Regions from separate parts of the Pan troglodytes genome. Here region 1 is linked to region 2. A link is a contact called in public Hi-C data. All regions are on one chromosome and are shown on one strand. Each heading gives the region's core, a stretch centred on a gene start, on an enhancer-like site or on the middle of the called end of the contact. The rest is flanking DNA. Distances are from core to core; before and after follow the strand shown.

Region 1 (2,700 bases), core at 76-2,575, 49 kb after region 2:
GTCTCCGAGCTGCTCCCCACCCCTGGAGGAGAGACCCCCCTCGGCTCGGCGCCTTCTGCGTCTCCCGGCTGGTGGGGAAGCCTCTGCGCCGCCGGCACCATGAGGTGAGGGGCGCGCGGGGCGGGGGCCGGGCGGGCCATTGTGCCGCGGGAGCCGCGACCCCCGTTCTCCTCGGACCCCGCCTTCCCTCTCCCGGCCCGGCGCGTCTCCCCTGGTCTCCGGTCTGTTCCTCCCCCTTCCCCCTTTTGTCCCTTCCAATTTCTCTTTCTTTCTTGGAAACCTCCCCAACCCGTGTGGTTTGGGGGTCTCGCTTCATCGTTCTCTCATTTTTCCTCAAATGCTCTTCTTTCACCCAGGATTTCCCTTCCTAAATTTAATTTGCGCCTAGCTCCCTCCCCCAAGCCTTTGCAAGCGAAACCCGGGAGATGGGGAGGGGTTCGAGAATCGAAGCGTGCGTGTTGCTGGGAAACAGGTATTTTTTCGTATATATGTAAAAATTTCATGCACTTTTGCCTCCGAACTCTCGTGTTTAATTAAAAAAGGCAGAAAAGTTTGAAAGGTCTGAAATCTCTGCGGGTAATAAAGTGCCTCTGGTAGGGGTAGGTGAAGGAGCTGTGAAAGGCGAAATTTCACGATGGTGGGGGAAGGGAAAGAATTGATTAGGTTCACGTGGTGGGGGCAGTAAAAGACTGGGATAAGTAAGTTGGTAGGGGTGTGTAAGCGGGGGCGGGGAAGGGATCTGTTTGGAAAAGCCTTTTCTCCCCTTTCTCTGTAGCAGCCTGTGTTGCATTGCAGCAGCTGCTTTTTCCCTTTGCTCTGTAATCAATAAAACAGGAGCTAAATTATTTTTGCGGCCCCGAAGAAGAGAATTGAATGTACTGTCGTAAAATATTTTTTTAATTGATACGATGAAACATATGGTGTGATATTTTTCTTTATTGTTTCTCAAATTGTGTAGGAGAATAAACCGTGATGTGGTGTGTCATTCATTGGAGATTTTTTTTCCAGCCTTTCCTAAACCTGTTTTGTGTCCATAACCTTCTCTTTTCGGATTGGTGCAAGACTTCGTGAGAAATGGGACTTGGTAGACTGAAGGCTGATCCATTCTGCGTTATCATCCTTAAAGGCCTTCCTTGTGGGTTAAACAATTGTGGATAAAGTAAATTACTCCATTTCTCTCTCCTGGAAGAGATAGTCTTACAGTTCATTTGGATTTGAATCTCCTTTGTGTTAAAGATTAATGGCCAACCGTTGCTAAGACCTTTATAATGTAATACAATGAGATTTGAATGATATAATCTACAAATTCCTTCGCTTTGGCAAGAAAATGTCATGTCATTGGAATTCTTTCTCAATTTCGGTAGTTTCCATTTTAAACTTTGCTTTTCATTTTTTTTTTCTATCAAGGTTAAACGTGTTTCCATTTTGCTTTTATATATATATTGTGATATATCTTTGTTGAATTTTTACTTAGGCTTACTGTGAATTTGAATTTTTTTCTCTGATTCCAAGTTACCTGTATTTATGATGGCCTTAAAGAGTGAGTTTAATGTGGTGTCTCTAGGCGACTGAACCCTTTTCCCTTGATGATTTCACACAAGTTATTTTCAAATATAAGCAATGAGTTTAAATAGTAATTATAGCATACAAACCAAAAAACACAATCTTTGTAAAATATGGCTTGAAAACTTTGAGTCATATGTTTGAGCATGACTTTTTTTTTTTTAATCAAGTTACTGATGTCCTTGAAAACTCAGGAACTATAATATACATACTGTTATATCTTGTAATATTATATGTTGTTGGTTTCTGTTTTAGAGATCTAATGCCGTAGGGATCTTGCAGACCAGAAGTTATCAGTTGTTTCAAACTTTGGATAAACTTATCTTAACATTGAGAAACATAAAACAGGGAAAGTTTTTTTTTTTTTTTTTTTTTTTTTAAAGATGCAGTCTTGCTCTCTTGCCCAGGCTGGAGTGCAGTGGCGCGATCTCGGCTCACTGCAACCTCCGCCTCCTGGGTTCAAGCGATTCTCCTGCCTCAGCCTCCCAAGTAGCTGGGATTACAGGCGCGTATCACCACGCCCGGCTAATTTTTTGTATTTTTAGTAGAGACAGGGTTTCACCATGTTAGCCAGGATGGTCTCCATCTCCGGACCTCGTGATCCACCAGCTTCGGCCTCCCAAAGTTCTGGGATTACAGGCGTGAGCCACGGTGCCTGGCCAAAAGTGGGTTATTTTTAAATAAAAACAGGAGTAGTTGTCTAATTCAAAGATTGTGAACTAAAAAAAAGTTACCGTTTTGGGTATTCAGTGAAGTTTAATCACTGTCATGTATAGATGTCAGTCTGTCACAGGTAAATTATGTCTTCATTTGAAAATTCCTTTTCTAATAAAAAGTAACTTCTGTTTTTCAAGCTCTTTTCTTGCTCTGTTCCTTATGAAGTGTAGAGAGAGAGGAACCACGCTGATGTTTTCCAGTAACGTAAATATAGAACTTGGTACACAGATCTGAAAAGTTTATTTAAGCAGTCTACAGTAATTCTTCGTAGGCTAATTTTGAATAAGAGCAGGAAAGAGGGTCAGCTTTTCACTTTGGAAGGAACTGGATTATTTGGCAGGTGGTTAGGTAGTACTTAGATTTGCTTAGATACCTGTAAAAGTGAGATTGGTATGGGATAAAACGTTCTTGTGCTGCTTG
Region 2 (2,804 bases), core at 301-2,800:
CTCAAAAATAAAATAAAATAAATAAAAATTAAAAATTAATGCTAAGGAGACGATCAGAATACTCAGCGCTCCTATTGGGGTGCCCAAAGCTAGGCTGATGGGTGAAGGAATGCTTCTCTAAGGAACCCTTCATCTTAGAGCTGAAGAATAAGCAGGGGCTGCAAGGCCCCAAATGGGGAAAGAGGGTTCTAGGGAAAAGGAGGGACAGAGAGAGAGCCCTGGAGCAGACAGACACACAGGAGGCTGCTGAAATAGTGTCCTGCAGGTCTCTAGAGCCCATGCCAAGGATGGTGCATTTTATCTCAAGAGCTATGGAAATCTCCTGAAGGATTTTAAGCCAGGGGTGGGCAAAATGGTCAGATTTACCTTTTAAAAATCATACTTTTACTTTCCCAATAATTTAAACACAGCAGATTTTCATAATAATTGTAACAGGGAACTAACAATTCATTACAGAGATTTTCGCATGTGAACAAAAAGTTTGGGGCTGCTAATCTATCGCAAGAGTTATTTTTGATTCCCATGGCTCTACAAACACATGATGTAGACAGTCACTTACATCTCCAAAGAGGTCGCTATGCTCCTTCTGCCTCCTCCTCTCAGTCCCTACCATCCTCTAAGTAGCATCTTAAGAAGAGCGGCTGTGTGAGGTATGTGACCAAACTCCACCCACTCCTCTTCTTTTGCACTAACAGAACCACAATTTAGTTCAAGCCAGCAATATTCCCAGGAAAAACTCATTTTTAAACCTATTAAAAGTGACCATGTGACACAGTTCTGGCCAATGGGAAGACAGCAGAAATCTGCTGAGGATTCAGGGAAACCTTTTGCTTTCCAGATGAAAGGAAGCCGTCTGGCTAGTACAGTCCTGTCCCCTTCTTCCTACCTTAAAAATCAGTCGTGAGTCCCAGAGGTGCTGCAGCCATCTTGCCACCATGAGGCAACAAGCGCAAAGATGACAATCCAACATGGTAAGGTTGATGGGACAGAAAGAAACTGAGTCCTTGAGAACTCGGCCTCTGTCCACTTCTGTTCTTCTTGTTACATGAGAAAAATAAACCCCTATAGGCTGAAGCTGCTGTAAGTCTGGTTTTCTGATGCTTCAAGTTGAAAGTAAGTGAGCTTCCCAATTGGAAATGGATGGTCCACAAAATCAGATCAACTTGCATAGCACAGTATTCTCCCCCCTGCGGCTGTTCCCATCTTTGAACATTTAGATATTTCAAAGGAAAAAGCCTTTTCTATTATTTCTGACATCGCTTTGCCCTTCTCACCAGGAGCTGTAACGGGATAAGTAGGCTCTGTCACGGGTCCTTTGTTTCCTAAAAGGGGAAGGCCGGCGACGAGGCTTCATGGAAAATGCTGATATACTACACCACATCAGAATGTGCTGTTCTCATTTATTTTTTAATACAAACCCATCTTTGCATGTGGGCACTGGCAAAGAGTTGATGGTTATGAAATGTTGGGCGACAGTGGTAATATGGGAGGTGACACACAGCAAAGGAATCTCGTCTTCAAATTACACAGAACACAAAACCATTGTGGTTCATGACATAGCTCCCACATTCTTTCCGTATTTATCCAACGGGGCTCCAGTGAATTGGATGGTGCCTTCTATTTGTTTAGTGAGTGTGTAAAACTCCTGGACAGGGTTGTGTGAAGCAATGTGTAAAAGCCACAGTCGCCAGCCTGTTACCGCTACCTTATGTCCATTTTCCTCTGTGCCACGAGCTCTGCGGAGAACCAATGAGAACAGTTGGTACAAAACTCAGGGAAGAAGTTCAGGAAGTAGTTGTCAGAAATGATGCACGCTACAGTTACTATATTCAGTGCCAAAGCAATTCATTTATCTTTACAGACACACACAAGCAGAAAGGGTGAATTCAAAGGTAGTCCTCTGGGCAGAGAAAACATTGCAATTCTAGACACACACTGTCAAGAAGCCCATATGTCTGCAATGTAAAGGGCTTTTTTAAGATTATAAGCTGTCTTTCAAACACAGCAGCTTCTTCTAAAAATAATTCCATTTGATCAGACAAAGTGGGAAGAATGCTACTGGTTGGTATCTCAGGGGCAAAGATAGAATCAAAACAGAGTATAATCTCTCATGCCTACAAAAGGGCCCCAGGAAGGACTATTCATCAAAGAGGAGATGTTTTAAAGGAACACATACACTATGAGAGTGGCCAAAGGAAAATAGAAAATGCTGAAATATATGCAAAATGAAGCCTCTGTGGTTTATAATGAGGCTGAAATCTCACTGATGGGGTCTGGCTTAACTCTGAATTAAGAGAATGAAGCTGAAATCCCCATGACCTTGAGGCAGCAGCTGAAGACTTCAATGTATGTACATTTTCGGTCACTCAACTTTTGTAACATCTGGAGCATGATTAATGCTGTGAGGGGTTTAAGAACTTTTATTGGCACTAATAGTCATTGGTTGCCACTAAAAAATGGTCCTGCTGCCAGCAAAACAAATGGTTAGGCATTTAAAGCCCCTATCAGGGTGGAAAAGGGCATTTTGCCAATTTTAGTTTCCTCTTGGAAACTGTGTGGTCAATTTTCCAAACTATGTTTGAACTTCAAAAGTCCATACTTGCTGCACTGGGTTAGATGGGCTTCCTGGTATTTCAAAGAAGTTTACAAAATCTTTGGAAAGTCTAAAAGTTTTAAGATCACAATTTGGAGAAAAAAGAAATATTATCAATATATGTGCAGAAAAATACCTTAGGAAAATTTAAAATATTAACAGCAGTTATATGTGGAGTAGTGGAATTACTACTTCTTTACACATTTTGCAT

What was found. Hi-C and Micro-C count contacts between places; a contact is called where the count stands out from the background.
Region 1: a contact with region 2 is called in a Hi-C map of stem cell-derived neural progenitor cells, with 2.4 times the contacts expected there. The contact joins the promoter of ENAH here to the enhancer-like site in region 2. A contact is called at or near these places in 2 of 7 Hi-C or Micro-C datasets (blood and stem cell-derived neural progenitor cells).

Annotation. Positions count from the first base shown.
Region 1 is chr1:23,644,544-23,647,243 of NHGRI_mPanTro3-v2.0_pri, forward strand. ENAH (ENAH actin regulator) reads left to right here and starts at 1,326. Exons shown (of 16, transcript NM_001328283.1): 1 at 1,326-1,360.
Region 2 is chr1:23,595,436-23,598,239 of NHGRI_mPanTro3-v2.0_pri, forward strand. LOC104004758 (a long non-coding RNA gene) reads right to left here. Exons shown (of 4, transcript XR_001712919.3): 2 at 887-1,736. Among named protein-coding and RNA genes, the nearest start is that of ENAH, 49 kb to the right of the region's middle. Within about 2 kb of position 1,551, at least 5 of the 24 cell types and tissues checked have an H3K27ac peak or open chromatin away from gene starts, as enhancers often do. A contact at or near this core is called in stem cell-derived neural progenitor cells, where this site is marked.